Linked DNA regions of Mus musculus: regions 2, 3, 4, 5, 6 and 7 are each linked to region 1. The links are chromatin contacts, called in public HiChIP or PLAC-seq and promoter capture Hi-C maps. All regions are on one chromosome and are shown on one strand. Each heading gives the region's core, a stretch centred on a gene start, on an enhancer-like site or on the middle of the called end of the contact. The rest is flanking DNA. Distances are from core to core; before and after follow the strand shown.

Evidence for each region. Promoter capture Hi-C pulls out the DNA fragments that hold promoters and counts their contacts. HiChIP or PLAC-seq counts read pairs in DNA pulled down with a chosen protein or histone mark. Capture Hi-C pulls out chosen DNA fragments and counts their contacts.
Region 2: a promoter capture Hi-C map of pre-B cells shows a contact between it and region 1, with 2.6 times the contacts expected there. The contact joins the promoter of Bcr here to the promoter of Ggt1 in region 1. A contact is called at or near these places in 5 of 39 promoter capture datasets (the 3T3-L1 cell line, the HPC-7 cell line, hippocampal neurons and 2 more), 1 of 115 datasets of contacts at active chromatin or transcription factors (memory CD8 T cells) and 1 of 9 other capture datasets (liver).
Region 3: a contact with region 1 is called in a promoter capture Hi-C map of embryonic stem cells, with 2.1 times the contacts expected there. The contact joins the enhancer-like site here to the promoter of Ggt1 in region 1. A contact is called at or near these places in 14 of 39 promoter capture datasets (the 3T3-L1 cell line, 3T3-L1-derived adipocytes, the C10 cell line and 9 more), 1 of 115 datasets of contacts at active chromatin or transcription factors (large pre-B cells) and 3 of 9 other capture datasets (adipose tissue, liver and pancreatic islet).
Region 4: an H3K27ac HiChIP or PLAC-seq map of embryonic stem cells shows a contact between it and region 1, with 4 times the contacts expected there. The contact joins the promoter of Vpreb3 here to the promoter of Ggt1 in region 1. A contact is called at or near these places in 20 of 39 promoter capture datasets (the 3T3-L1 cell line, 3T3-L1-derived adipocytes, the C10 cell line and 14 more), 2 of 15 datasets of contacts at CTCF or cohesin (embryonic stem cells and large pre-B cells), 9 of 484 Hi-C or Micro-C datasets (the P5424 cell line, bone marrow-derived macrophages, cochlea and 5 more), 24 of 115 datasets of contacts at active chromatin or transcription factors (acute myeloid leukemia, astrocytes, bone marrow-derived dendritic cells and 13 more) and 4 of 9 other capture datasets (adipose tissue, liver, macrophages and 1 more).
Region 5: a contact with region 1 is called in a promoter capture Hi-C map of neutrophils, with 4 times the contacts expected there. The contact joins the promoter of Specc1l here to the promoter of Ggt1 in region 1. A contact is called at or near these places in 7 of 39 promoter capture datasets (the C10 cell line, cranial neural crest, frontonasal cranial neural crest and 4 more) and 2 of 115 datasets of contacts at active chromatin or transcription factors (effector CD8 T cells and memory CD8 T cells).
Region 6: a promoter capture Hi-C map of liver shows a contact between it and region 1, with 2.9 times the contacts expected there. The contact joins the promoter of Derl3 here to the promoter of Ggt1 in region 1. A contact is called at or near these places in 2 of 39 promoter capture datasets (the HPC-7 cell line and embryonic stem cells), 1 of 484 Hi-C or Micro-C datasets (embryonic stem cells), 4 of 115 datasets of contacts at active chromatin or transcription factors (effector CD8 T cells, embryonic hindbrain, embryonic stem cells and 1 more) and 5 of 9 other capture datasets (adipose tissue, embryonic stem cells, liver and 2 more).
Region 7: a contact with region 1 is called in an H3K4me3 HiChIP or PLAC-seq map of embryonic stem cells, with 14 read pairs. The contact joins the enhancer-like site here to the promoter of Ggt1 in region 1. A contact is called at or near these places in 10 of 39 promoter capture datasets (the C10 cell line, the HPC-7 cell line, Sertoli cells and 7 more), 1 of 484 Hi-C or Micro-C datasets (neurons), 10 of 115 datasets of contacts at active chromatin or transcription factors (embryonic forebrain, embryonic hindbrain, embryonic stem cells and 5 more) and 5 of 9 other capture datasets (adipose tissue, embryonic stem cells, liver and 2 more).

The regions. Positions count from the first base shown.
Region 1 is chr10:75,562,328-75,566,592 of GRCm38.p6, reverse strand. It overlaps Ggt1 (gamma-glutamyltransferase 1), which reads right to left and starts at 2,461. Exons shown (of 15, transcript NM_001379537.1): 1 at 2,335-2,461; 2 at 1,688-1,772.
Region 2 is chr10:75,059,002-75,063,266 of GRCm38.p6, reverse strand. Bcr (BCR activator of RhoGEF and GTPase) reads right to left here and starts at 2,371. Exons shown (of 23, transcript NM_001081412.2): 1 at 957-2,371. The coding sequence starts at 2,241.
Region 3 is chr10:76,000,662-76,004,926 of GRCm38.p6, reverse strand. It overlaps Gm5134 (predicted gene 5134), which reads right to left. Exons shown (of 14, transcript NM_198635.3): 12 at 17-232. Among named protein-coding and RNA genes, the nearest start is that of Mir6409, 6.1 kb to the left of the region's middle. Within about 2 kb of position 2,561, at least 13 of the 459 cell types and tissues checked have an H3K27ac peak or open chromatin away from gene starts, as enhancers often do. A contact at or near this core is called in embryonic stem cells, where this site is marked.
Region 4 is chr10:75,945,767-75,950,031 of GRCm38.p6, reverse strand. Vpreb3 (pre-B lymphocyte gene 3) reads right to left here and starts at 1,732. Exons shown (of 2, transcript NM_009514.5): 1 at 1,623-1,732; 2 at 375-889. The coding sequence starts at 1,674. The coding sequence ends at 570. It also overlaps the pseudogene Gm16221.
Region 5 is chr10:75,209,845-75,214,109 of GRCm38.p6, reverse strand. Specc1l (sperm antigen with calponin homology and coiled-coil domains 1-like) reads right to left here and starts at 2,037. Exons shown (of 16, transcript NM_153406.3): 1 at 1,891-2,037.
Region 6 is chr10:75,890,986-75,895,250 of GRCm38.p6, reverse strand. It overlaps Derl3 (Der1-like domain family, member 3), which reads right to left and starts at 1,853. Exons shown (of 7, transcript NM_024440.2): 1 at 1,734-1,853; 2 at 1,567-1,632; 3 at 1,408-1,481; 4 at 1,191-1,284; 5 at 624-819; 6 at 122-212; 7 at 1-4. The coding sequence starts at 1,826.
Region 7 is chr10:75,871,291-75,875,555 of GRCm38.p6, reverse strand. No RefSeq gene overlaps it. Among named protein-coding and RNA genes, the nearest start is that of Gm40697, 13 kb to the right of the region's middle. Within about 2 kb of position 2,490, at least 258 of the 459 cell types and tissues checked have an H3K27ac peak or open chromatin away from gene starts, as enhancers often do. A contact at or near this core is called in the HPC-7 cell line, Sertoli cells, adipose tissue and 12 more, where this site is marked.

The DNA.
Region 1 (4,265 bases), core at 1,212-3,711:
TGTCTGTAACTCCAGTTTCAGGAGGTCTGATGCTCTATTCTGTCTGTCCTCCGGGGGCACCAGGCACACAAGCAGGCTACCGGCACACATACAAGCGGAAACACCACACACAGAAAATAAAAAACACACAGTGCTTTTGGCGGGGTGGGGAGGCCAGGGCCTAGAGAGGGAGCAGATGTTATGATGGGAGCCAGAGGAAAGGGTCAGAACTAGAGCTGAGACCAAACTGAGGTAGGAAGAAACCTGTAAGCTTAGAGGCTGGAGCTGGAGACTTCCTGAAGAGGCAGCTTCGGACAAGTCATGGGTGGTGTGGAGGAGGTCTCTTGACTTCCCTTGGCCTCACCCTTGAACTCTTAAGGTGTCAGGGCTGGAAAAGCCTACGTGCCTAGACCTTGAAAGTTCGGCTAGTCTGGACTTTGAGAACCCTGTGAGGCTGGTGAATATATCACCATGCTGGGTAACCCATTAACCCCGGCTTGCTCATTAAGACCCTTGCGGGTGTCTCTTTGCTCCTTGGTTTGCTCTGGGGAACTGGGCAGAGGGCAGCTGTGAGAAGGGGTGTTGGTGTGGACACTGGCCCAGCGGGGGCTCTCTGTGTGTTTAATTTCTGCAAGAGCTTTTGCTGGACAGTGTGGCCTAGGGCGGGGCTACACCACCTGCTCCTTTCATCTTAAGGTCACTCCTCTTTTAGGAGTTCATGCCCTGGGGGGACCTTGGCCAGGCAGGAGACTTAGGAACACATTTAGGGGGTGGCTTGGGGAATTACTCCAGCTCCCCTGCAGAGAAGTGGGTTCACAGTGGTCCCCAAGGCACTTCCTGTTTCAAAGGGCTTATCTTCCCGCACTCCATCTTAGAAAACCCGGTCCTAGTAAAGCCAGACTTGAGCTGTCAGTACCGGAAACCAAATGCTGGAGGGTTGCAGCTTAGTGGGTTGGGGAGGGGTTCAGCCAACCACTTCCTGAAACTCTCTTCGTACAGTCCAACCACACCCCATGGTAGTACTGACTTACCTGAATGTCAGGAAGCTCTGGGCAGGGCTTGAACCCCCAGTGGGTAAGGTTCACAGCTGAGGTCGATAGTCTAAACCTCAGAAGTCAGTTCAAGTAATTGAGATGGGTGGGTCCTTCCCTCCCCACACTCCGGTTCTCTTGGGACAGGATCTCCCTCCCCACCCTGAAAGCCAGCAACCCTGAGACTCCCCTGGTAAACTGGTGGGATGAAACTGACTTCAAATCCAAAGTCACAACAGCTTAATGAACGTGAGGATCACAGATTCTCAACCTTCCCTCTGATTTTCCAACACCCTAGAAAAGTCCACCCTTGGGGGGAGTTCTTCATCTCTAAAAGCAGCTGGCAAGTTCTCCCCTAGCGTCGAGCCCCAGCTTGTGACTCCTTCGGCTCATTTTGGATGGGTCTGGTCTCAGACCCTTCTAATCATCCCAGGCCACAGATCACAGATGCAGGGGACACCCATGCCCTGTGACTACCTGCATAGAGTGCCTGACCACACATAGACCACAATGACCAGACAGAAGAATCCGTAAATGGGCCACTGTTACCCAACGGTGTTGAGGAAGTACTCTCTGAATGACCACACCACAGCAAGGTCAGATTTTCTGCCTTCTGCCCCCCCCCCCCGCAAGCCTGGCTTTTTGGTGCTGCCCGTTCACCCCATCCCAGTACTCGCCTTTGGTGTGAGTGGAGCCTGTACTTAGCCAAGCGCGTGGGCCTCCGGGATGGTCAGCTTGTTAATTCCTGGGAGCATTCAGCATCTGGTGAGTGAAGTCCAACTCCAGAATTCATCAGCAGAATAACAGAAATGTGCACCCCATAGCTCCCGGTTTCATGCCTGACCTCCCTGAGAGCTGGGGACCTGGGAAACCTTCCCTTTCTGGCCTTGGTTTCCTCTCCAGAGAGGATCAAGGGAGCTTGAGGACTGGATGAAACAGACAGACTTCAGAAGGCTCCAGAGCTCTTCAAAGCCTCAGTGTTAGCCTGGCTCTGACTCCCAGCTCTGCAGTCACTTCTGCCCCCCTTCCTGCCCGCCCCCCTTCTCAGGTGGCATTTATTGTATCACCTGGTAATTATCTGTGCTGTCTGGCATCTCTAGGGGGGGCTGGGAGGGAAGCCCTGTCTTACCCATGTCCTGGTCTCCTCACTCCCGCCCCTACCATCACATGCCACAGTCTGCAGGAAAGCCAACTAACTCACTTGTGTCTCACAGCCTCCTGGACCACAAGGCAAGCAAGCACACCTGTCCACCCACAACCTCCCTGCGACTTAATTGGTACCTAAACCGCCCAACAATTTCCCTACACTCCGTCCTCAGCTTACCCAGAGCTCCCTTCCTCTTTACATCTTCCATGCTGAGCTATATCACATTGCACATAGAGTCCAAGTCTGAGCCACCCGCTGTGTCAGATGCCCAAGGTCAACAAGTCCTAACCTGAGCTAAGCAACTACCTTCCACAAACCTCTACCAGCCACAGAAGCCAGAGTCCAGCCCTTCAGAAGCCACCCCCTGCCTCTTCACTGGTCCCTTCCAATTGGTGTTATCTGTGACCTCCTCCAAGCCACACCTAGTACCCTCCCCCACCACTCCTATCACCTGGTGACGCTTGCTCACCAGTGGTTTGCAAGGCTGCTGTTACCTTAATGGAACATTTTCCTCTCCCGCTGGAAAACCCTTCAAAGGCCCCCATTTGCCCTGCAGAGAAATTCTTGCCTTGCTGGTGCCTGCCCCTGCCCTTTCTCTGCCCTCAATGCTCCTGCCAGGACATTTTACAGGCTAAAGTCGTCTTCCTTCAGACTCCGCTAACTTATGACACCTCCCAAAATCTTTCTTGGCTCCCAATTCTGAGGAAGTCTAGGCTGCATGCACAGTGCCCAGTCCTGAATGGATCGATGCTGAGGAGTGAATGGTTAGGCTCACTGTAAAGTAAGAAAGAGGGGCTAGGTGTGGCCCAAAGGTAGAACGATCGCCAAGCATGCCAAAGATCCTGGACTCAAATATCAGCACTGATAGGAGAAGAAAAATGTCACAGAAGATTAATCACGTTAAAGAATAAAGGCGCACTTATGCAACACTATGCTATGCCAGTCTCTAATCCTATAATGCCATCGCCATTTTACAGACAAGGAAACCGAGGGTTTCAGAGGCTTCTGTGGTGTCTTGTTTTTTTTTCCCCCTTCCACCAAGTTCATGCCCACTAGGGAGAGCTCAGAGTGTGACCTTATTTAGAAACAGAGTCTTCACAAGGTAATTAGTTCGGATGAGATCATACTGGATTAGGGTAGGCCCTAAATACAGTAATTAGTGGTCTTACAAGATGGCCGGTTGGGTAGTCGCACAGGGAAGACAGCCATGTGGAGTAGGAAGCTGAGGTCAGCGCGACACAAGTACAAGCCAAACAGCCTCAAGGATTGCCAGGAAGCTCAGAAGGAGGGGAGGCAAGGAAGGATATGGCCCCATAGTCCTGGGGGCAGTGGGGGAGAGGTGGGGAGCACGGCTCTGCTTACATTAGATTTCAGGCTCCCAATAACCGGGACTTGCTGTTTTAAGCCATTGAACTTGGGGCGCCAGGTTGAAACCATCACAGGACCCTACTTTGTCTATGGCTACACACTCGGCCAAGAGCAACACAGGGAACGGAAAGCCTCTTGCCGCCTTTCCTTCTGGGGAAACTCCGTCTGCAGGCAGAAGACCCATTCCTGACAGAGTAAGCTCAGGGAAATGGTCTCCACGGAGGATCTATCTGCCTCCTTCCTCCCAGAGAAGGTTTCAAAACCATTCGGTGGCTGGGCGTGGCAGGTCAAATCTACTTTGGAAGTAGATAGAGGAAGATCAGGAGTTCAAGGTCATTACCAGCTAAGTAACTGAAACCAGCCTAGGCTATGTGAGACTATCCCAAACAAACAAACAAACAAACAAACAAGGAACAACAAACAACAGAGACTGAGTCCTAGTCACGATTACCAGGAAGCTGGAGATGACCTGATTACAGATGACCTGGCCGAATTAACAGCCTTGAGTTGGTTTGAGTTTGGGCTTTCTGACTGTGTGAAAGAGACCAATGGTGGAGCTGGTTCAGTTCCATACCCTTCTGTATGTAGCCTTCCACCATACTTGCCAGGCACTCATATCTTGGCTTCCTCTCCACGCCTGATGGGTTACCTCACGAGTAGTGAAGGTCTCAGAACAACTGAGCTATAACTGCTGCCCATAACTTATCCACAAACAGTTCCCACGTGGGGCCTTATATGTC
Region 2 (4,265 bases), core at 1,122-3,621, 500 kb after region 1:
TCCCAGCACTTGGGAGGCAGAGGCAGGTGGATTTCTGTGTTAGAGGCCAGCCTGGTCTACAAAGTGAGTTCCAGGACAGCCAGGGCTACACACACACACACACAAAAACCCGTCTTGGAAAAAAATAAAAAATAGAAAAAGAACCTGTTGAAAGCTCACCCTTGAGAAAATGAAGTGGGGCAAGAGCACGCTGGAAGACCAGAAAAGAAGGTGGGGTCTGGAGACCTAACTCAGAGGTGTAAGAATGCCTTGAACTGGCACAGCACTGGGTTTGAAAAAGAACGACAGACAAAATTCAGTGGCAGTTGATGGAGGAGTCTACAGGTGAGTAATGATGGGTAAGACCTGTCCAAGCCAAATCAGTCAGGATGGTGTGGGATTACCTCACGTAAGATCTTCAACCTCTTGCTTTTCAGTAGCCCACTGAGTCACAACTTCTGCTTCCTTTCCTCACCTGCTCACTGGCTGACAAGTGAATCTGACACATCTAAGCCCTCAGGCAGCTTGCACATCTTGGGTTCCCCCAACGTGTCATATTACCACTCCAAGACCAGAACAACCAGGTGGCGGGTTGTGGAGAGCCTGCACAGATCACCTTCTCCCCCTCACACACCCCCCCCCCGCGCCCCACTCAAGGAGTTAATCCAGGTGGCAGAGATGACCGACTTTGTGGTCCAGCTTGGAGAGGGCACGTGGCCATCTCTTTCCCAATACTTCCGCAAAACCCACCTTGCTCTAGATCTAGACCCAAGAGAGCACACCACCAGCCATTCCCTTCTATTCCCCCACCCCCATCCATTCCCCTTCAGGAAGAAGGGGGTGGAGTCAGTTCAGGCGCAGGGCCAAAGAGGCACAAAAGCACTTGAAAATCACTCCAAAAAGTACCCATTTTCTCCCATGCCAATCTACTTCAAGAGTCCAGAACAGGTCCAAGTATGCCCACACAAGGCACTCACCTGCTTCCCCTTGAAAGGTGCTGTCCCCATCACTGGGCCAGATCTGCCCAGTCTTGCGGACACCCACGATGGTAGCCTCAGACACCACAACCTGGCACTGCCGGTGCCGCTTCTGGCACTGTGGCGTCGGGGGGCTGCTGCTGTCAAAGGACTGCTGCGAATTCTGCGAGGGTGAGCGGCTCTTGTCCCGGAACATGCGGTAGGTGGTGGGGCTTGGTGACACGCGGCTGGACTGGCCAGAGGAAAAGTCCTCCTCGCTGGAGGTGAGGTTCTCGTTGGAGCTGCAGTCCGGCGTGTAGCCACCTCCGCTGTCCTCGAAACTCCGAGGCGAGTAGGACCTGCGAGGCCAGGTTAGGCGTTTCTCCTGCTCTGAAGTGCTCTGGCTTCGCAGGAGAGGGCTCTTGCCCTCCCCTTCCACCATCATGCCTCCGACATAGATGCTCTGGTAGGGTTGGTACTCCAGGGGCGGCCAAGGGGGCCTGTTGCCGCCGTTGGCATTTATTAGGTTGTCCTTCAGGAAGCGGGGATTCAACTCTGCATCCTCATAGTCACCGTCAAGGCCGCAACTGCTTTCCGAGGAGCGCCCACGGTAATGGGGTCTGGGTGCTTCCCCCAGGCCCTGCCCGGCGCTCTGCTGGGACTTCTTGCGCTCCATTTGCATGGCCTGGCTGCCCAGGGAACTGATTCGGTCGGACACCTCTTTGTCGTTGACCTTCACCAGGCCGCGCTCGTGGTGGAACTCGACGTTCACGTAGAAGGGCTTCTCGGCGTCGGCAGAGCCGGGCTGGGCAGGTCCCTTGCGGATCTTCTCGAAGTTGGATCTGAGCGCCGCCACGCTGGTGGGGGGCCCTCGGTCGTCCCGGTCCGCCGATGCAGCAGCCGCTGGCCTGCGGGCGGACGCTGACCGCCCCTTACTCGGTGACCCCTCTCCGTCCGGCCGCGCCTCGGACTCCTCGACGGGCGCCGGGTCTGCGCCGTCGGCGGGCGCGGGCGGCGGGCGCGGGGCGGACGCTCGGGGCTCGGCGGCGCCGTCGGGGGGCTGCGCTGCACGGCGGAAGCCCCAGCGCTGCCGATCGTAGCTCTTCTTCTCCTTGGCCAGCAGCGTCTGCAGGTAGATCATGCGGAAGCGCTCCTGGTTCACCTCCTGCTCCAAGCGCCTAATGGAGGCCTTGCAGCGCTCCAGCTCCTGCTCGATGTCACCCACCGAGCGCAGCTCCATGCGCGGCGGCTCCGAGTCCGGGAACTGCGCCCTCCACGCCTCGGCGAAGCCCACCGAGTCCACCATGGCGCGGCCGGCTCACCTGCGCCGCCGAGCTGCGCGCCCGGAGTCCGGCTCAGCGGCGGCGCGGCGTTCTCACCGGGCCCGGGCTGGGGAGCCCGGTGGCTCCCATGGCCCCGCGGATGCGGCGGCGAACAATGCCCGCCCCCGGGGGCCGCAGGTGAGGTGGGAGGCTCGGCGGCGGCGGCTGGGGGTGGGGGGCGCGCGCGGGCGGGGGGAAGGGCGCGGGGTTGCGCACGCCGCTATTGTGTGCGGGGCTCCGCAGCGCGCGCGGCGGCGGCGGGAGCCGTCCTCCGCAGAGCAGGCCCACCGCCGGCCCACGGCCGCAGCCCCGCGGGCTCCTCGCCTCCGGTTCCCGCGCCGCCCCGCCCCGCTCCGCAGCTTTCCGGGCAGGCGCTCCGCTCGACACGGCCAGCTCTCGCCGCACTCCCGCCCCGGCCCGCACTCAGCGCTGCAGGAAGGGGAGGACCGGGGGGCGGTGGCCGCGGAGCGGCTGACGGGGCTGGGCGCGCCTCTTAAAGGGGCCGCGCCGCGGGAAGAGCGTTGGGTCCTTAAATCGGACCCGGGACGGCTGCTAACCGGTCTGATCCCCTTCTGTACACAGAGGCGCCCCAGACCGGGTGATTCGAAGCGATCCTTTCACCACGGAGACTCTCATGCCTGTTTCCTCTTTTCTGCATCCACCAACCTCGGTGCTGACCGCACCAATGAACACCCAGCAGGGCCCAAACTATTGAGAAATCAACCGGGGCAGGTCAACGGTGCAAGCCAACAGCCCGGGTGCTAGCCAGTGAACCTCTGGTGCTGGAGGTGGGTGATGAAGCTTCACAATGGCCACTCAGTTGTCACCGGACTCCTTACACTGAATGATAACTTAGGAATGTCTCCCCATCTGTTCGGTCAACGTATCTCCCTTCCTGAGTAATGACTTTTGACCTCTGGAGGCCAATGTAGTATTTTCGGGGTCTTTTTCTTTCTGTGAAAGGATCGCACACCTCCTTCTCAGCAACAGAGCTGGTGGAAGACAGGAAATCTTTAATGGCTCCCAACGAAGCTTAGGGATCTGAGGCACTTAGCAGAGATGCTCTCTGCAGGAACTCTCCAGAATACAAAATGAAACCCAGGCCAGCCTGCTGGGTGAGGTGAAAGGCAATAGGATTTGGCAGCTGAAGAACAGCTTCAATTTTGACCACTTCTCCCATCTCCGTGCCTCAGTTTCCCCGAGCTCTGAGATAAAACCAGAACACCTGCTTCCACAACTGTTATTTCCTTGGTTATAAACTGTTATCATGCTTTTCTAGAGAATTAGAGCCCAGCGCCAGCAGCCAGATCAGCAGGGCCTCCCTGACTTAGGCCGGGATTCTCTTTCCGGCCCTGGAACTCGCTTCCATCCAGCCTGTTGTCTGCACCTAGTAGGGTTCAGTTTGTGTTAACGTTGGTAGGGCTGGCGAGTCTTTGGAGCCCCGCTCAGGAACTCTGTGAGCGCTGTGCAGCTCGCTGCTGCCCTCTGTAGACATTTTTAATCTCTTGTTCCTTCCTTCCCCGCCTACCTCTTGCCCAGCAGGCAGTAAACAACGCAATTGCAGAGAAGAAATAGTTTTGCTGGTGACTTGACTTCTGAGCTTTGAAACAAAAACAAAGAGAGAGAGAGAGAGAGAGAGAGAGAGAGAGAGAGAGAGAGAGAGAGAGAGAGAGAGAGAGAGAGAGAGAGAGAGAGAGAGAGCAGGCATCCCAGAAGCACAACAGTGAAGTACTTCCTTGGTAGAATGAGCAAGTTAAAAAGCCTGATCCTCGCTGGGGGCGTGGCTCAATGGTAGAGGTCTTATTTGGTAAGACATGGATTAATCCCTAACAGTACATAAAAAGGAGAAAGACACAGACAGATAACACACACACGGGGAGGGGGGGGTGGCGGAGGGGACTGGGGCAGAGAGACACAGAGACAGGAGAGAGACAGAAGAGAGATGGAGACAGAGCACAGAGACAAACAGGGACAGTGACACACAGATACAGGGAGGAAAGAGACAGAG
Region 3 (4,265 bases), core at 1,312-3,811, 440 kb before region 1:
CTCCTGACAGACTTACGTGGTGATCTGGAATCGGTTCCGTAGCTAAGGAGATGGCCAGTATGATCAGAATGGTGACCAAGAAAAGGCAAAAGCCAAAATAGAGGTAATGGAGGCCGCAGATGAATATAGGACACTGGCGGTCTCTCCCGCAAGTCACCGGGCCATAGAAAAACTCAGCCAGCAGTCGAAAGACACCAATTGTGGTTCCCACAATCAGTCCCCAGAAGGCGCCCTGCCAAAGAAGCCGGACAAGAGTTAGACAAAGATAAAGTATTAGACAAGACAGCATGGCTTCTCCTTCCCTTTGCTGATGAGCTGGGTTCTAAAGTTAAGTGTGTTGAAATGGGGAACATTGATACCTTGCAGACAAGAGTCTAAGCAAGGGAGGAGATGCCAGGCTGTGGTACTGTCCCTTACAGGGGACTTAGGAAGAGTTGGGAATGTTTTTAACTGAGGCATCTCAAACTGTGTCCGAAAGAGCTTCATCTTCCTTTTCCCTACATGGGAGCCCAGCTCCGAAGCTCGGGTCAAACCTAGGAGCCAGCTCCAGCTCATTCCCTTTCTTTGCTCTTCTCCCTCATTCTCCAGTGAATCACATTGGCCCCTGCTTCCAAAATGTGTCCTGAGCCCAGTCCCTTCCCATGGCCCTCGCCTCCTCCATCCTTTCTCATTCAGGGGGCCACATCTTGTTCCTAACTGTCCCCTGGCTCTGCAGGAGCATCGACTAGAGAATGCCAAGCCTCTTCCTGGACCCTCCAGTGACTTCTCAGCACCTGTCACCAGGATCAAGCCTCACTCCTATAGTGTGCTTCACGCCTGCACCATGCTTCACCCCTATGCCATGCCTCACTCCTACACCATGGCTAACCTCACCAAGCTTCACTACTCCCCACTTGGTCACTCATCTCCACCCAGCTGAGCCTGCTTCTGCATCCCAAAGATGCCCACTTCACTTTTGGCATGAGTTCTTGCCCTTGCCCTTCTTCCTGCTTAGAATTGTCCCCACATCTTAGAACTTCTTTGATTCCAGGTCAGTTCCTTCTCCCGCTGAGCTGTGTCCCTGTTTGTCCACCCACATAGCCCACCCTGTAACCTTCATGATCCTTCACAGTCCTTTTAAAATATTTTATCTTTTATTACTTTTAATTATGTTATGTGCCTTTCTTGGTTAGAGTTACCATCGTTATGATGAAACACCACGACTAAAAGCAAATTGGGGAGGAAAAGGCTTATTGGGCTTATATTTCCACATCATAGCCTATCATCAAAGGAAACCAGGACCGGAACTCAAACAAGGCAGGAACCTGGATGCAGGAGCTGATGTAGGCCTTACCCCCTACACCATTTCTCTGCTGCTTACTGGTTTGTTCTCTATGGTTTGCTCAGCCTGATTTCTTATAGAGCGCAGGACCACCAGCTCAGGGATGGCTCCACCCACAATGGGCTGGGCCCTTCCCCATCAATCACTAACTAAGAAAATGCCCAGGCTGGAGAAATGGCTCAGTGGTTAGGAACACTAACTGTTCTTCCAGAGGTCCTGAGTTCAATTCCCAGCATGTGGTCATGGTGGCTCACAACCATCTGGAATTGGATCTGATGCCCTCTTCAGGTGTGCCTGAAGACAGCTCCAGTGTACTCATATACATAAAATAAATAAATCTTTAAAAATAAGAAAAAAGAAAATGCCCTAGATGCTTGCCGACAGCCTGATCTTACAGAGGCATTTTCTCCACCGAGGCTCCCTCCTCTCTGATGACTCTAGCAGCTCCTGTTAGGTTGACATGAAACCAGCCAGGACAGTGCCTGTGTATAGGTTTGCACACATGCATGTCCAGAGGCCTCATGGAGTCCTAAAGCTGGGGGTCACAGACAGTTTTGATATACGCGACGTGAGTGCTGGGAACTGAACTTGGGTCCTCTGCAAAAGCAGGAAATGCTCTTAACAAGTGAACTGATCTCTCCCACCCATCCCACCCCACCCCACCCTGCCTCACAGCCCTTCTTAAATACTCTGTTACCATCACAAAGATTTGTCAGCTCACTTTATGTCATCTCCTTCCCCCAATTAGATTGTCTGACTGCTCTACAAAGGCAGGGACTAGATATTGGCTCAGGCGTCATACCTAGAGATGCTTTCAGGCTGGGGGTGGATGTAAGTCAGGATCCCTACAGAGGGGGAACAAAAGCTTTGCGTCTGGTCAAAGGACCCAAAGGGGTCACTTCCTGAAGGAGATAGGAAGGAAGCAAATGATTACACTGTGCAGAGCTGGGAAGGAGAGAGAGCCTGACAAAATGCTTTAGGTTAACAGAGGCAACCGTGAAAGTGTATACAGTAAGTATATCTGCAACCTTGAGCCAGGGACAGTGGGCGAGCTTTGGGGGTGTCCCAATATCCCAAGTTTTGTTGTCAGCAGAGAGAGGTAGACTTCTGTGACCACCTCCCCTCCAGCCCATCCCTTTCCAAGGAGAACAAAGCTAAGCCACTCTGAGGCCCAGGTTACTCCCCTGACATTTGTGCTGCTAAATTAAGGCTTAGTGAGCTGGGTGGCCTGGCAGCCCTGGCAGGTGGCCTAAGGAACTGAGCAGCTGAGACAGATGGGCCTTAGAGAGAATCTCTGCCAGGTGGAGCAGCCAGAATATATTCCTGGCAAAGCAAGTAGTCCATGAAGGAAGAAGGGTCGAGGGGGTAGGAGACAGTTCAGCAGTTACCGGTTTGGAGCAGCCTGGAACTGTGGGCTGTCCACGGAGAAGGAAGGATCTGACACAAGTGTGTGTGGGGGTTGGGGGGCAGATCACAAATGGCCTTGGGTGTGTGCATGGGATCTTGTGCAAGGCCAGGCTGCTCAATTCTGTCCAGGGTTACAAGAAAGTTTAAGACATAAATCAAAAGAAAGAAAGAAAGAAAGAAAGAAAGAAAGAAACAAAGAAACAAAGAAAGAAAATAAGAAATATAAGACACTCAGGCTAATTATGCCTTTAAAGGAAATCCCAATTCCCGAAAGGCAGTCCAAACATCCAGAAATGTGCTCAATCTAGACTAGAAGAGGATTTCTGGCAGTTATAGAAAAGACTGCATTCCCCAGTTAACTATGAAGCTGGTCCCTCTACCAAAAGGAGTGGAGTCACTAGCAGAATAGATATATGACTACTTGGGGTGCCTATCAGCACATCAAAGCTCACGCTGGCCTCTGGACTCCCTCTGTATCACAAGTCCCTGTTATACACTTCAGAGTCCATGCTAGCATGCTCCTCCTTCTTACCCTAATCGTCTGCTCGATAAAGGCAAGGACTAGATACTGGCTCAGGGGTCGAATCTAGGGACTCTTTTGGGCTGGGGTGGATGTAAGACAGGAGCTTGAATGCAGGAAAATAGTAACACAGGGTATTTGAAGGGATGTGGGCGGGGTGGGGGGTGGTGGTGGAGAGAAAGCGTCACCTGTTAAGAGCATTTGCTGCTTTTGTGGAGGATCTAAATTCAGTTCCCAGCACCCATAGCGGGGATCTCACATCCTATCTCCTGCCTTACCTTAAACCCTCACCAGCCCATGGAGTCCCTCCCTGAACGGACTCATTCTCCTTAATAACCCTGAGATCCCTGCCGTGCCCCTCCCCCACTCTGCTCCTAACTCTCTCACTATACTTTCTTCTCTCTCTGTCTCTGTCTCCCCCTCTTCCCCGCCCCCTCCTCTCCCCCACCCCTCCCTCCTCTCTGCACTGGCGATGTCAAGTCTACTTCTTTCTCTCTCAGTTCTGGACTCTTTCTGATACCTCTGGCTGTTTTCTCTCACGCCTATAGTAAAAGCTTCTCTTCATCAGCTATACCTTGGAGCGGTCATGCCGTCAGTTTATACACGGAGGATTGTTGATAAAATAAACCATCCATTGGGACCTTTGGTTTGGAAGTGGGGAGGGTCTTTTTTTCTCTTTCTTTTTGGTCTGAAGAGGAACTGAAGAGACAGTTCGAATAATCGTCTCAGCCCAGAGACAGTGAAGGAATCTACCACTGTGATTTAATACAAAGTGTGGGCTCTCTCTGTGGACAGAGGCCAATGGAGGGGCAGTTTCCTAGAGGCATCTATGCAGCAGAGGGGTTTTTATCACTTCCACAAGCTTAATGGGGGGGGGCAGCTTCGTCTGGCAGGGACAGAAGTTTTACAAAGGGAAGAAAACAAAGGAGATAAATTCCTTTCCCTCCCTGCACACAACATTGAGTTTAGATCAACCCTACTGGGCAAGAGATCATCTCTCAGGGAAGAGATGATGGC
Region 4 (4,265 bases), core at 483-2,982, 380 kb before region 1:
CTGCTTTCAATATCCTCATTTCTGCCCCTCACGGCCCTTCTGAGAACACCTGCCTCTAACCATCAAGATCTTTGGGAACCTGCCCGGAGACTTCAGAAAAGAGGCAGGGCTGCCCCTCCCCTCCCCATCAGCATGAACTCCATGGGGACCAGCCACCCAAGAACCATGAGCGTTGGACCACAATCAGCCATGCAGGACTTGGGGGCGGGGGTTCGGGGGAGGGTGGCAAGTGTTGGTTCCTGTTTCACTACCTTCAGGTCACTGGAAGGCCAGGAGGGAAGCTAAACCCCTAAGGGATAGGGACAAAGCTGGGCCACATTCCCTAAGGGTCTCAGGTGTTTCCTCTTTAGACAACAATCATCAAAATCCCAACCTCCACATCCTCCAATTTGACATTTATTTTATTTATTTGTTTACACAGGATCTCACAGTTCTCAGGACAGTGGTTGACCCGTCGAGTGTTATTAACTCATTTCACAGAGGAAGGAAAGAAAGCAAGACTTAAGAGAAAAAGAGGAGGCCCAAGGTCAGGGGGCAGACCTAGGAGACAGAAGATGTTCAACCCAGCCCTAGGGTTCAAAGGTGTGGGCGATGGAACAGAAGTAATCGGCATCATCCTCCGGGAGCACGGGGCTGATGGTGAGGATACAGGCGTTGTGGGCTGCATCCACGGTAGCTGAGAATCTGTCGGGGATGTCAGCGGGCCGATAGTGTTCCTCTTCTGCGTAATAGTAGAGAAGATGGGGAGCACTTCCTGGCTGCTGCTGGTACCACGACACCCCAATATCTCCAGCGGTGGCATGCTGGGAATTGATGGTGCAGCTGAGATGAGCGTCTTGGCCTGGGAAGACTGAGAACGCGTCAGGCTGGGTCAGAGTTGGCTGAAAGACTGAAAAAGACACAGACCCACTAAGGGCTAGCCTGGGCTCCTTCCTACCTTGCTACAAATATTTTATCAGACTGCAAAGATTCCCACTCCCAAATATTTTTCAGAGCCTAGTGCCCTGGATGGTTCTGTGAGACATAGTTTGCTCCATCTACCGTTCCGGTTTCCTCTGTGAATGGGGGCTTGTGAATAAGTGACCCCTAAATTAGCATTACTGTCCTGTCTCCAAGAATCCATGTTCAGTTGAGAGCCTAGTGTTCAAGTGTGACCTTCTAGGTCCCCCTAGTACCTACTACCCTCCTTCTCTCTACCCTTACCCCTCAATCTAATAACTCAACCTCAGCTACAAAGTAACTGCCCTCCAGACCTCTCAGAATGCTTAACTGTCATCCTTGACTTTCAAACTGCTGGCCACAGAGGATTGCCTTAAAGGATCTGTGGAGCAGGGGGCTGCCCATCTTTATTAGCCTCCTCTCTGAGAAACAAAGGCAAGAAGTTGCCCTCTCCTCAGAGACGCTGAAGGACCACAGTCTAAGCAGACCCACAAATTGGGAAGCTAAGGTCCACACGGAAAGTGGCTTTCCCCTAGTCCTGGACAGAGTTGCCTACAGCCGGCTCTCTGCTCTACCCCAATGCCTCTCCTAGGATCCACCCCCCTTACCCTGTTGATTCACTTCTTTGCATGAGTTTCCCTGAGCTGGTGCCAACCCCCACCTCGTTCCTGGATGTGCCGTACCTGCCACAAAGGTTCCTATCAGGAGCAGAGGCAGGCAACCAGGGCAGGCCATGGCCAGAAGCAGAAAGGCCGACCTAGAGTTCTGCAGTACTGTGCTCCGGATGCTTGTAGTACAGGGATGGGGAAGTCTCTGGACCACAATAGAGCATGCAAATCAGCCCACTGACTGAAGGACGACACATGTGTCTGGGGCCAGGGTCAGGCCCTATCTTCCAAATGTCCTGGCATCTCAGCCAGCAGGAGATCAGAGCCCTTCACATCCATTTGCAGGAAGTTGGCATTCCCCAGACAGCCTCTCATACCCTTTCCTAGTGTATATCTACCTGTAATGACTATTTCTGGTGGTCAACTGACTATATCTGAAATGAACTATGATCCAGAATTGGAGGGCACACCTGTGATTCAGATCTTGTGGCTGGAAGACACACATTTCTGACCTGGATTTGGCTCAGAGATCTTGAGGCCATAGTGGCCATGGAGAGCTTAGGCCCAGGCAAGGTAGTACACGCTGTTAATCCCAGGAGACTGAGGCAAGGAGACCTCTGCGTCAGCCTGGGACAAGCAAGTCCCAGATCCAGGCATGGTGGTACACATCTTTAATCTGGGCCACACCTTCTGCTGGAGGCCTCCATACGGACATTGGAAGAAGGAAGGCTCACTCTCTTCACCTGCTTGCACTTACTGGCCAGCACATCTGTTGGAGCCTACTTCAGGCTTCCAGCTTATACAGAAGGCCAGCTGAAATAGCTACCCTAGTGGGACTGAGCAACTACCAGGTCCATGGACTTCCCATCCACAGCTGACCATTGTTGGGTTAGTTGGACTACAGACTGTAAGTCGTTCCAATAAATTCCCTCAATATAGAGAGACATTCCATAAGTTTTGTGACTCTAAAGACTCCTGACTAATACACTACCCCTGGTATAGTCTGGGTCTAGAACAGCAGTTCTCAAACTGTGGGTCTGGACCTCTTTCAGGGTTGCGTGAAAGGGGTCGCTTTTGCCCAATACTATCAGAAAACAGTTCATAGCAGTAGCAAAATTACAGGTATGATGTAGTTATGATTTTATGGTTGGGGGTTCATGACAACATGAGGTGATACTAAAGGGTGGCTGCATTAGAAAGGTTGAGGATCACTGCTCTAGAATGTCCTCACAAAGACCCAAGTGTTGGGCTGGAGAGATGGCACAGTGGTTAAGAGCACTGACTGCTCTTCCAGAGGTCCTGAGTTCAATTCCCAGCAACCACATGGTGCCTTGCAACCATCTCTAATGGGCATCCGATGCTGTGACAGAGAGAAAAACACCCAAGTGTTTCCAGCTTGACGATGTTGGGGATATAGGCCCAGTGGGGGCATCTTTAGATCAATAAGACCACTCCCTTTAAGGTGTAGAAGGACCACAGATCTCTCTTGCTACCTGGCCTACCCTGACTTTGCCCCACATCATACTCTCCGTCACGATGCTGTTATGATGTGCTGCCTTGCCACTGGCCCAGAAGCAATGGTGCCATAGACTGACATCCCAAACCTATGAGGTAAAACTAACCTTCCCTCACTATAAGCTGGTCACCTCAGGTAGTTGTCCTAGTGATAGAAAACTGACCAACACAAGCTCCAACGGAACCATCATTCTGGGATCTGTCATAGTAGATTAATTTTGTTTGTGTAGAGATTTTACTCTAAGTAGAATGTGTGTATGTGTTGTTCATGTTTGCTTCTTTCATACAACATTAAGACCCATCCATGTGGGCTGGAAAGATGGCTCGGCGGTTAAGCGCACAGACTGTTCTTCTGGAGGTCATGAGTTCAAATCCCAGCAACCACATGGTGGCTCACAACCACCCTTAATGAGAAACAAAGTAAAAAACTGGGGTAAGTGGGGGCCAGAGCAAGAGAGAGAAGAGAAGGGAGGTGGGGCTAAGGGTGGGGGACACTGGCACAAGCTTTTTAATCCCAGTGAAGCAGGAGGCTCTCTGAGTTAGAGGCTAGCCTGAGCTACCTAATAAGTCTCAAGACAGTCAAGGCTATACAATGAGTCCCTGCCTCAAAACAATAACAAATCATCCATATGTGTGCAGAAATATAGAGTTCATTCTCATAGCTGTGTGTGATTTATCACACATGCATTGCAGTTATTATCTATCCCCCTTCTCTTCTTAGTTAAACACCCAGGATCTGCCTACTCTTCAACCAGGACTAGTGAAACTTCAAAAATTCCTCCTGCCTCTCACCTTGAGTGCTGGGATCAAACATGTGACCACCACGCCCGGCTCAAGCACATTCTTATTGGTGTCGAGTGAGTTTGGTTGGTTGGTTTTTGTTTTCTGACGACTTAATCTCAGGTGGAAGGAAGGGTCAGGCCACCTGAGACTGAGAACTGAGCAGGAAATGGCAACTCTCAGAGCCTGAAGCCCTCTGGTCCTCCGTGGCTTTCCTTCCAGAGTCTGGCTCTGGGTGTCACCGCCTTCACACTTAGAGCGGCTAGGTTGTGTTCCATTCTCACACAATACCCCATATGTGAATGAGCTCTGCAGATGCTGCTTGCTTCTACAGTACTGTTCTGAGTACTTGCTGCATACTGAGTCCCGAGATAGTCATTTAAGATGGGTACTGAGTCCCGAGATAGTCATTTAAGATGGGTA
Region 5 (4,265 bases), core at 788-3,287, 350 kb after region 1:
GTCAGAAAGCCAATTTCTACTTCACAAGTCACATGTCAAGAAAACAAGATGTAGGTACACACCCTGAGCAAATTTCACTTTAGCTATAATTACTCTCCTCTCTGCATCTGACACTGATATTTTGAATGATACAAAGACACCTTCATACTGCTTTTCTATGGTACAAAAAAAAAAATCACTTTCTTGCTGAAAATGTCAAGAAGATTCCTACATACCTGGGATATACACAGACAAGCATACAAAGCATTCTCAAGCTATCTAAAATTTCAAAAGGTTAGGACACTATTTGGTGTACACTAGATCCAAAGGGAAAATGAGACATTTTTAAAAGGGGGAAAAAGGGAAGGGGGCATCAGCTCTTTCTCAATAGGAAAGAAAATGTAACGAGACCAACATACTTTTTTCTCCATATCCCCTTCTATATTGGTTGGATATTTTGAGACATTACTTCAATTTTTATCAAGCTGGGGAGTAGATATAGCTTAGCTATAAAACACTTATCTAGCCATATTCCATGCCCTTAATACCAAAGATGGGAGAGTGAAGTTATCCATATACGACTCAACCCTCAAGTACACTTCCATCGTCAATTGCTTATATTATCCCAGTACAAGGAAAGGACAAGAGAAAAAAAAAAAAAAGAGTCTGTACAGAATTCAGCACAGGCGTATTGCTTTTCAAACTCTTTCCATTCCTGACATATTGAAAGAGGACCAACCGAACGGTGCCTTTAATGCCTATGCAACAACGCTGGTGCCTCATTCCAAACCTTTAGATAGAACTGTTGTTGCCTGTAGTCCACAGCTGATTTCACCTCAAGATTTAGCTTCCTGAATGACAAGAAGCCTTCCTGGGCTCCGCGATTTGTTTTTTGTTTTGTTTTTGTTTGTAGTTTGAGACAAGGCCTTACTCTGCAGCCCAGTTGGAGCTCATCCAGCCTTGGCCTCGGGATTACAGGTGTAGGCCAAACTTTACGATTCTCTGTCATGACAGTCAAAGGGTGCCCCCTCACCCCGCCGCACTTTAGGACTGATCTTCAAGAGAGTGAAAACAAAAACAAAAACAAAACAAAAAACAAACAACAAAAAAACCCAAAACAAAACAAAACAAAAAATCAAGGATGCCTGCATTTGAATGATCACAGAAATTTTTGTTTGGTTTTAGGCGGCTAAGCCCACCAGAAACCGATTTCTTTTCTAGTGTTCTCTGGGGTATCGCCACCATCTATCTATCTCTCTCTCTCTCTATCTCTCTCTCTCTCTCTCTCACACACACACACACACACACACACACACACACACACACACAAGCCTCTAATGAAAATGCACACACACACACACACGCCTCTAATGAAAATGCAGCATTTCTTCAACAACACACAGAAACATCCACATCCAATCTGACATAATTAGCCAAGTCTCAAGAATAAAGAACACTGCCAGCTTCCAACAGCCAGGTCCTAACACTGCAGGGCGCAGCCTTCGGGGGACCTCCGCTCCTGCTCCCCACCCTCAATGCACCAGATGGGGAGGCAACCTGTCCCAGCCCAGGGCAAGGAACTAGGATGAATGCCCGGTCTCTCCCGACACCACAGGGAACACAAGCACCAGGGTCGCACCCAGCCTCTCCGCAGGGATGAGACCCCCAGCCAGCTGGGTACCACGCCAGCCTGGGTTCCCGGGGGATCTGCGGGGCAAGCTGTGAGGTCCGCCCGGGCAGGAGACGGCGCAGGCGCGGGATGGCTGGGGATGGGGGGGGTGACGAGGGGGGACAGCGCAGGCGCGGGGCCGCCAGGGTCTGCGGGGCCGCCCGGGCCTGGCCGCGCGGGCGGCGCTGAGGAGACGAACGTGCCCGCGGCACAAGCGGAGAAGACCCTGCCCCGGCTCTTACCGCGCGGCACCGCCTCGCTCACTCGCTGGCTCCGGGCTGGGGCCGGGCGGCGAGCTCGCCCGGTGGCGCGGCCCGGTCCGTTGAGTCCGGCCTCAGGGCAACAGCCAACCCCACGGCGCCGCTCCCTCGGCCCGCCCTGTCTCCCTTGCGGCTCCCGCCCTCCGCCCGCCCCTTATCCACCGGTGCCGCCCCCTTCTACTCCCCGCGCATGTGCCGTGATCGGCGCCTCCCTGGGCTGCTACTGCGCAGGCGCCAGCTGTCACACCTCCTCTTCGCGCTGAGTTCTGGACCGCGCACGCGCTGTGCTAGTCGGCGGTGCAACTAGATAACTGCAGTCTTTTGTGCTGGAAGTGCTCCTAGTCTCTCGTTTTTCCTCCAAGGCAAATAGGTCCGCTCTGGTTGAAATGTATGTTTACAGTGTGCTGAACCCGACAGTTGAGAAAAATGCACATGCCAGGCACCCATTATGTTCCCAGCACATGAGCAACACCGGTCCCTACTCCACCCATTAAAGGGAACAAGATCACTAGCATTATAAAGTTAAAGAGTTCTATAAGCTTATGTAATTCCTGTGTAGTTTTTATTTTACTTTTTAAATTTGTAAATGGCTCTATTACTATAATAAAAGCACCATGACCAAAAGCAACCTGGGGAGGAAAGGGTTTATTTGGCTTACAACTCCCAGGTCACACACCATCACTGAGAGAAGTCAGGGCAGGAACTCAAAGGAACCTGAAGGCAGGAACTGAAGCAGAGAAGCTTTGGAGAAACACAGATTGTTGGTTTGCTCCTCATGCCTTGCTCAGCCTGCTTTCTTATATCATCCAGGATCCCCTAGGGGGTCACACCACATCCTGGTGAGCCTGGCCTCTCCCACATCAATCATTAACCAAGAAAATGCCCTATAGATTTGTATATAGGCAATCTAACAAAGACATTTTCTCAACTGAAGTTCCTCTTCCCAGATAATGGTAACTTAGATCAAACTGACAAGACCTAGCCGGAACATTATTCTTTGATGTTTTCTTTTTAAGAATTTAATCTCTGATTCACTGGGCATAGTGGAACATGCTTTTAATATCAGCACTCAGGAGGCAAAGATGGATCATCTCTGTGAGTACCAGGCCAACGTGGTCTATATAGCCAATTCCAGGCCAGCCATTGCCACATGGTGAGACCCTGTCTCAAATAAATTAGCAAATAGATAAATAAATAAATAAATAAATAAATTTAAAGATTTTGTATATGGATATTTATGTATATGAGTACACCGTTGTTGTCTTCAGACACACCAGAAGAGGATGTCAGATCTCATTATACATGGTTGTGAACCACCATGTGTACACAGGTTGCTGGGAGCTGAACTCAGGAGCTCTGGAAGAAGCCAGTGCTCCTAACCATCTCTCCAGCCCCCCCCTAAATAAATAAATAAATATCTCTGAATGCATTTCTAAGAAAATTTACATGCCTCAAAATTCAAAAATCACCATTTCAACATATTCAGTACCCTACAATTCCTCACATAGTTTCCACTCCTCAATATCAATATCCCTTGACATCATTTATGAACAGAAGCAAATATTTAAATTACGATATGCACTATTTTACTACCTCAATACACAGATGGCATCACACTGTACCTCTTGATCTTTAATTCTTCCTTCTTAACCAGCAGAGCCACAATACATTAGTACATTGAGCCAAAAAAAAAAAAACAAAAACAAAACCTGGCTTTGAACCTTGGATGCATTACATAATAGTCCCTTTGCTTTCTGGTTTACCCACTACAAAACATATGCTGTTATAAATTTTTATGGAGGTCAAATAGGATTAGCACTTAAACAGGCCTTACCACGTTATCCAGAACCCTGGACTTCCATTGCGTAGCAAATATAAATAAGTGGGTATTAATTCTCCATCTGTTTAGGTATTTGTAGTTCAAAATCAACTCAACCATTTCAATCCAAATACCACCCAGGTGGTAATTTTTTGAGGCCAAAGTTGAGGTTCAAAAAGGTATGTCATGCCAGGTGGTAGTGGCTCACACCTTTAATCCCAGCACTTGGGAGGCAGAGGAAGGCGGATTTCTGAGTTCGAGGCCAGCCTGGTCTACCAAGTGAGTTCCAGGACAGCCAGGGCTACACAGAGAAACCCTGTCTCAAAAAAAAAAAAAAAAAAAAAAAAAAAAAAAAAAAAAAACCAAAACAAAAAACAAAAAAATCAGGTGCATTTCAAACCATTTTCTATAGTTCCTAGAATTGTTTAAAAAAAAAAAGATTCAAAGGTCAATGATAATCTAAGGACCTTTCCTCTGCCAATTCCTCCCTCTAGCAATAATTTCCTCATGCTAGCCACTGCTCCTCTTCTCTCTCCCT
Region 6 (4,265 bases), core at 604-3,103, 330 kb before region 1:
CTTCCTGTGGGGAGGGGACAGTTACACTGAGCACTGCAGCAAACACAGGTCATCCCCCTCCCTGTGGAGTAGGTAGATTGGCACGGAAGGGGCCGTGGGGGAACCGATGTCCAACACTCACAACACGCTGGGGGTCAGCAGCAGTCTCTTGCCTCCGGGCTGGTTGGGAAAGACGTCTTCTAGGAAGTAGTAGATGTGGCCCACAAGGATCCCTGTGAGAGAGCCAAAGGCTGCCAGAAGCCATCTTTCACAGCCCAGGGTAACCCCAGGTTCCAGAGCCCAAGTACCCTGCTATCTGGCAGAATAAGATCAGAACTGGCCTTGAAAGACAGGCTTAAAGGGGCCCATAAGCGGACGAGGGGAGGAACTAGGAGCTTGAGAACACTGGGGGAGTAGGAGCCAGGAAGCAGAAACTGTAACCACCCCCAGGCAGACCAACTCAGTTCAGAAGGTCAACTGCAGATGCAAATCCTGTGGTCCAGCTGGATTGCTTGAGGGGCATTAATAACGAACAAGAAGTTAGGAGAAGATGAGGGGTTGGGAGGAGCCGGGGAAGGGATGTATGAGCTGGCTCCCTGGGAGCAGCAGGCCTGGGGGTGAGTGGCAACGGTGGGCCAGCTCACCTAACAGGTCTGTGACAACCGAGTTGCCCAGCAGCAGCGAGAAGCCCATGAGGGCCCAGGGCAGGAATGGTGCCTGGAAGTTGAGTAAGCCGAAGAAGTTGACCCTCACGTGAGGGCTGCGACGGCTCCATACATAGACCAGCATGGCCATGAGGGCCTGTCCCAGGAAAAACAGGCTGCCCAGGAATCCCAGCAGCTGGACCAAGAGTCAAGGCTTCCTGGAGCAGTCTGCTGCCCACAGTGCCTCTGACCCTTTCCACGGGTTCCCTCATATCCCTGGTGTATTCCAGAGATTTGAGAACCCCTTTCTGTGATTTCCAGGTACCCAGGCCCCATCAGTTCCCGTGCCTGCTCCTTCTGGCTCTTGCATCCATGTTTCAGAGCCTTGGTAGTCTACCAGACTGCCCTATATCTCCCTGTTGTGCTGTTCAGGGACACTGAAGAACTAGCTGGGGCACCTAAGCTAAATGGCTGCCAGGCTCCGAATGCCTGTCCCTCCTAGTCTGGGTCACGACAGATAAGAAGGCGACTCTTTGGTCCAATAATACTGAACATACAGAAGGATACAGTCATAAGAACACCACCGAAGAGAAACATGAAAACGAAGTCAGCCTTGCGGCCACGGAAAGAACCCTCCTCCAGCATGCGGCAGTAGCGGAACCTGCAACACTGGCATAGGAAGTGCCACGTCGACTGGGCCTCAGTTTCCCCCGTCACCACCCCAGCATAACCCCCATCCCGGGCTCACTCCACCCCCAGCCCCCGCCAAGGTGGCCCAGGATACACGAAGAGCATGTTGAAAAAGAAGCCGAATCCCAGGGGCCCGAAGAAGAGGAAGGTGGTGATGAGCCTCCAGACCTGCAAAGAGGTGGGGGTGGCGGTGAGGCGCGGGGATGGAGGGCAGGGTCCTGGCTGCCAGGCGCCTGGGTCAAGGCCGCCTCACCTGGAACTTCCGGAACACCAGGTGCGGGTTGAAGTAGAGCTGGAAGGGGCTGAGGAGCTCCAGCTGCTGTGGGACAGGAGGCAGTGTAAGCCCCGGGAAGCAGGCGACATCCCTAACCCACCGGGGACTGTAACCATGGTGCCGCCACGCCCGCCCGGCCCGCTCACCACTGCGGCCGTGGTGAGGACGCAGGCCGCGGTGTAGGCGCGTGTCACCGCGGGCACCTGCAGGAAGCCCGCCGCCAGCCTCTGCCCAGCCATCGAAAAATCCTTAGCGCGCGCGCTGGCAAACCCGCTCTCTTTACCCGCCCCCAAGCCCCGCCTCGCTCTCTGGGGGCCAATCAGCGTCCGAGGAGCCGAGCCTGGGGACTGGAAAGCCAATGGGAAGAGGAAGCGGGACGGCCAGGTGTATCCGAGGCGGCTAGCCAATGGGGAAGTCCCACGGTAGAGCACGTGGCGGTTGTTGTGGCTGCTATGGAGGCGTGGGAGGTGTTGTGGCCAATCGTTTGACAGCATCTAGAAAAGAACCAATAGCAAGGACCCACGAGATTGCCACGGGGGCGGGGCTATGAAAAGAGGCACAAAGAATCGAGAAATGGGGCGGGCCGAGATGCTGAACAGGCCTCAGGCCAACCTCCGGCTTTCTGGTGACATTCTGTAAAACTCTAGAATCCAGTTATCACTTGCTGGCTCCAGTCCTGACCTTCCTGGGTGTACGCTGCGGGGAGGACCAGGTTGAGGGTTCTGAGCCATGCAGGAGTAAGTGGGCAGATTGGAGAAGGACTTGAAACTTGGTAAAAGAGAAAAATGCCATTAGTCAATCATTTATTGAGGACCTACTGTGTGTCGAACATTCTGATAAATGCTGGGGATCCTGTAGCCAACAAAAGACACTGTCTATCATGGTCCAGACAGTTTGATACCGCGCAACCTAGAAAAGCTCCTCGATGGAAAATAATGCCTGAGACTCACCTCCACGGTAAGTAAGGTGACCTGTGAAGCCTATTTGAAGAGGTGACATTTAACTGTCACTTCTAAAAGATCCCTGTGCTCACTAAAAGGTTATACAAACAAAACAGTAACGTGCACTGTCCAGGTTATGAAAAAGTACACGTTTTTCTTGCGTTTTTTTTGTGGGGATTTAAAATGACTCAGCTTCTATGGGGAACAGTAAATGCGGTGCTCAAATGTAGAAAGCAAGACGACCACTGGGTGGAGTGGAGCTCGCCTTCATTCCCAACACTCCAAAGGCAGAGGCGGGGAGATCTCTGAGGGTCCGAGGCCAGTCTCGTCAACAGCGTTCCAGGCCAGCAAGGATTACATAGCGAAATGTCATCTCTAAATAAATAAATATACAATTATCAGACGAGGAAATTGGAGGCAGGATAGTGAGTTCTGATCATGATACCTGAGATACAAAACCAAACGCTGTCTCAGAAAGCTAAAATACTGATTTCATTTTATTCAAATAAAACTTAAAACATAGAATTACCATTGTACCCCTTAGCAAGTCTACCCAGAAGAACTTAAAGAGAAACGTTTGCCAGGCATGGTGTCATATACCTTTAATCCCAGCACTTGGGAGGCAGAGGCAGGCAGATTTCTGAGTTCATGGCTAGCCTGGTCTATAAAGTGAGTTCGAGGACAGCCAGGGCTACACAGAGAAACCCTGTCTAAAACAAAACTAACTAACTAGCTAACTAACTAGACAAGTACTGCAGCCCACCTACTTAGGAAGGGAAATGGAGTACTACTGTTGAATAGGCGCAGAGCTTTTGTTTGGAAAATGGAAAGTCGTACGAACGAATGCTGATGGTTGCACAAAATGTGAGCAGCCTGTAAGCTATATGCTTGTATACGGTTGGGACAGATTTTATGATGTGTGTATTTTATTGCTATGTTTGTTTGTTTATTGAGATGGGGACTCCATCCACACAGATGGCCTTGAACTCACAGACCTGCCTGATACTCACGGTGCTGGGATTACAGGCAGGTGCTGCCAAGCCTAGCTAAGTCCTTTTATTTTAATATATGCTATGATGCTGGTGATGGATCCCAGAACCTTGCACATGCTAGGCAGACAGCCTGTCATTGAGCTACATCCCCAGCCATGTTACTTCTTAAAAAGAAACGTCCGAGGGACTGGAGAGATGGCTCCGCGGTTTAGAGCACTGGCTGCTCTTCCAGAGGTCCTGAGTTCAATTCCCAGCAACCACATGGTGGCTCACAACCATCCATAATGAGATCTGAAGCCCTCTTCTGGTGTGTCTGAAAACAGCTACAGTGTACTTATTTATAAAATAATAAATAAAAGTTAAAAAAAAAAAAAGAAGAAGAAAGAAATGTCCGAGAGCAGTGGCGCCGCTGTCTACCACTGCGGAGCATCATCTACTGGACGCCACCAGGCCACTGCCCACAGGAACTCACAGATATATTGATGGGGGAAGGGTTTGTGATGTCCCACCCAAGTCTGAGATGTTATTAGCAACCGGTGACTGCTGGGGAGAGAGATTTATGTTTTCTTCAGTGATGCAGCTCCTGAAAAACCTACCCACAGTACAGCAGAGGGTCCGACACTCATATACATTCAGTCAACACTAAGTGGACTCTTCAATGGGTTGAGAGGGAGAGAGAGAGACAGAGAGAAGGAGACAGAGAGAGGGAGAGAGGGAGAGAGGGAGAGAGAGAGCGAGCATACAA
Region 7 (4,265 bases), core at 1,241-3,740, 310 kb before region 1:
CAGGCTTGTTTCTCTTGGTCATGCTCTTGAGAGGGTGTTCCTACTGCCTCCAAGCCACAAGAAAGGAAGTGTCGCTCTTTCTCTGTGATTGGGGCGCCTCTCAGCATGGCTTTCCTGACTTCAGCAGAGCTACCTTCCTGACCTTCAGCACTGTCATAGTGAAGAGGGTTTCCAATCCTTCTTCCGCTGACAGAAAAGTAAAAAGTAAAATAAAATAAATTATTGTACATGGGAAGACTGAGACACCTTGTGAAATGGAAAATAAATAAATCTCTCCAAACGGTGCCAGCAGCCAGGGACCAAGTATTCAAATACATGAGCCTGTAAGACATTTCTCATTCAAATCACCTACCATTTTCGTTTGTTCCTGCTGCTAGAATACTAAAGAGTTGGGATTTTATAAAGAACAGAGAAGCCGGGTGGTAGATGTGTACACCATTAATCCCAGCACTCAGGAGGCAGAGGCAGGTGGATCTCTTGTGAGTTTGAGGCCAGCCTGGTCTACAGAGCTAGTTTCAGGACAGCCAAAGAAACCCTGTCTCCAAAAACAACACAACAAAAGAACATAGATTTATTTCCCTCCAGGTTCTAGAGGCTAAGAAGTCCAAAATCAAGGTACTGGCAGACTCAGTGCTTGGTGAGGACTACCCTTTCTGCTTCCAACATGATTCCTTACAGCCATGTGACCAAATGGCAGAAAGGGTGCGTACTACGTCTTCACATGGTAGAGGACTAAACGGCAAAAGTCAAAAAGAAGTTCAGGGTACATGTATTAGTTAGGGTTCTCTAGAGTCACAGAACTTATGGGTAGTCTCTATATTCTAGATATAGTCAGGTTGACAGCCAGGAACAGCCACTACAGTACAGCTCCGAAGCAAAGCATGTACTAGCATGCATGGAGCCCTGGATTTAATTCCCTTTACACCAAATAAATAAGCAAATGACAAAAGGGATCTCTAATTCCTTCCAGCCCTTTTCTATCTGAGAAGGTGGGCCCCCATGGCTTACCTATTTCTGAAGACCCTGCTATGCTATTACATGCTATGAAACACGAAGATTGTGTTTCAAAGTGAATTTTTAAAAAAAGATTTATTTGTTTGTTTGTTTGTTTGTTTGTTTATTATATGTAATAGCTGTCTTCAGACACTCCAAGAGAGGGAGTCAGATCTTGTTATGGATGGTTGTGAGCCACCATGTGGTTGCTGGGACTTGAACTCAGGACCTTTGGAAGGGCAGTCAGTGCTCTTAACCACTGAGCCATCTCCCCAGCCCCTCAAAGTGAATTTTTATGAAGATACAAATATTCAAATTATAGCAGAGTGATTAGGACCCCCCAGTGCTAGGTTAAACTATTGGGATATACATCTAAGCCCTGTGGGAGTAGGGGGACAGTTTCACACAAAAGTAGGGCTCTCCCTGCAAAAGGGAAGGAAGGAGGCAATGGCTGTTGTCTGAACCTTCAATGACACCTGGCAGTCTTTCCCTGGATGAGTGAAAGAAAAGAAATGTAAATTTCTAATTTAGCCCATGTGCCTATTTCAATCACGTCAAACTGCTGTCTGAGCTCCATGGCAGGGATCCAGCATAGCTCCTATTCTATCCAGTAGTTAACTGAGCCTGCTTCTCACCCCATTCCTCCAGGTATTTTGCTGCTGTAAAAGAAAGTTGCCTAACACAGTTGTGTAGAATAGCAGATTCTTTAGGGAGCCCGGGTTACAGAGTTCACGTGCATCGTCTGTTCTTGCCGCCCTCCCTGCTTTGTTGATGAATGGGCAGAGCAAACTCTGAGAAAGGCAGATGAATGCCCTGCACAGAGAGGGAGCTGGCTTCTCTGCGTGTGATTATATAATCTCTTCAGCCATGGCCAGAGGCTCTGAGTCAGGTTCTGAGAGATCCGTCCTTTCAGCCTTTCCTTACACATCCCGAAACTGTCTTCCGATACTACGTTGTCTAAGACCTCTTCCAACCAAACCCTTTGGAAAAGGGACAAATTCCATGCTCAAAATAGTCATTTGGCTGATACCTGGGATATAACACTTGGCATTTGTCAGTCATTTAGTTTCTTTGAGACAGGGTCTGACTGTGTATCCCAGCAGTCAGCATGCAGTGCTTTATTTGTGGTACTTCCCCTGATGCCAATACTGGTAAACATCTGGGCTGCGGATGGAGGCTCTGTAGGATCCTGGAGCTAACTCTTCTGGCACATGAGCACCTACACTCTTGTGTGCCTACCTACTCTACATGATTAAGGATAATAAGAAGCTTTTCCAAAGGTGAGAGATAAGAACAGACAGACATTAAAAGAAGCAGGATGGCCACACAGGGAAGACTGTTGCTTGCCTTCTGAAAGACTTCACAATTAGACACAATGGCTTTCTTGCTATCCCTCAACACTGCAGCCTGAGAACACGTCACTGCTGGGGGGGGAGGGGTGTGCGGGTGAAGGAGAGATGGCTTTGGGCACTGTGTATTCAGATGCTGATTTCCGTGCCAAGGGATCTGGTTACAGTCCAGACTTGTCGTGACTATTGAATCATCTCCCGGTTCCACGCTGTGTAAAGAATGCTGCCCGATTATCTCTGATTGGTTAATAAAGAGTTGATCGGCCTATGACCGAGCAGAGAAGGCAGGACTTCCGATCTTAGGGGAGGGTCCCAAAGGGAGAGAGGGAGAAAGAAAGGGTCCACCAGGAGTAGTGATAAGCAAGGTCACCGAGGGATTCCCACTGAGGACACGCGTGGAGCAGAGCAAACCAGGGCAAGAGTTAGACTGCCAGTCACACAGGGCCTGTGGCTGGGAAGTAGATCGCTTACAGCGTTAGAATAGATGAATATCTGCCCAGTCACATTAAAGCTTGTTCATAAACTTAATAGGTCTTTGTGTCAATTATGTGGGAGCTGGGATGGGAACAGATAAGGCTATCACCCCTGAATTACTGTCTGCGACTGCTAATCTTATCCACAGGAAACCCTGTCAAGGTCCCCCTCTTCCTAATACTATCTCTATGTTCTCAAAGGGCAGAGGTTTCTCTCCAGAGAACCCACTGCCCTATCCATTTACTTCTGGTTTCTGCCAAATGTCAGTCAACTACCTTATGTGCAATGGCCAATTGATTCTTCTTGATTAGATGCTGAAATAATTTAATGGTGGAAAAGACGGTGTCTAATAGTCTATCTGGTATCCATTAGAAAAAAAAAAGAATAATAAAAAAAAAAAAACCTTTAACTTTTGCTTCATACCACACACAAAAGTTAGCTGGGGCTGGAAAGATGGCTCTGTGGTTAATAGCCAGCTGCTCTTGTAGAGGACAACAGTTTGGTCCCCAGCACCAAGCTGACAGCTGCTTATAACTCCAACTCCAGGGATCTGACATGCTCTTCCGTTGTGTGTAAGCACCGCCATATACTCAGGCATGTGTATGTATTTAATAAGTTAATTTGAAATTGATCAACAGAAACGTGAATCTAAACCAGAAAAACATGATAAAGCCATTGTCTGTGCAAATCTGGCAGCTGTCTTCAGAATCCATGTCAAGGTAGAGAGGACAGACCATCATCACAAAGTTGTCCTTTGACCTCCACACACACATATACACACATACACACACACACACACACACACACACACACACACACGGAAATAAACTTAAAGGCTAAAACCACCAAATATTTAGGAGAAAATTATCTCTGGAATAATATAGGGAGAAGCAAAGATATTTCTAGACACAAGAATGGATGAATAATAAAAATTTAATTTATAAATTGGATTTTATCAAAATAAAGATTTCTGTTCTTAGGAAGATTATCATGAGAAGAAAAGGAGTGGTGTGGGAGCTAGGGAGACTGCTTGGCAGTTAAGGGTTCTTGCTGCTGTGTCATGAGGACCAGAGTTAAGATACCAACATCCATGTTGGCTTCTCACAACTCTGCCTCTAACTCCAGCTCCGAGGGATCTGACACCTTGCTCTGGCCTTCACAGTATCTGCACACACTCACACACTCAACACACATATACTCACACACAGTCACATATACACACACTCAACTCACACATACACACATACTCACACATACACACATACAGAGACCCACACACTACATGATCCAAAGAAACATAGGCACACACAAGTAATATATTTTAAAAGAAAATTTAAAAAGGGGCTGTGGATGTTACTCAGTTGGTAGAGGACTTAGCTAACATGCACAAAAACCTCGGTTCAGTCCCCAGCACACCATAAAATGGTGTTGTCTCACACATACCTGTGA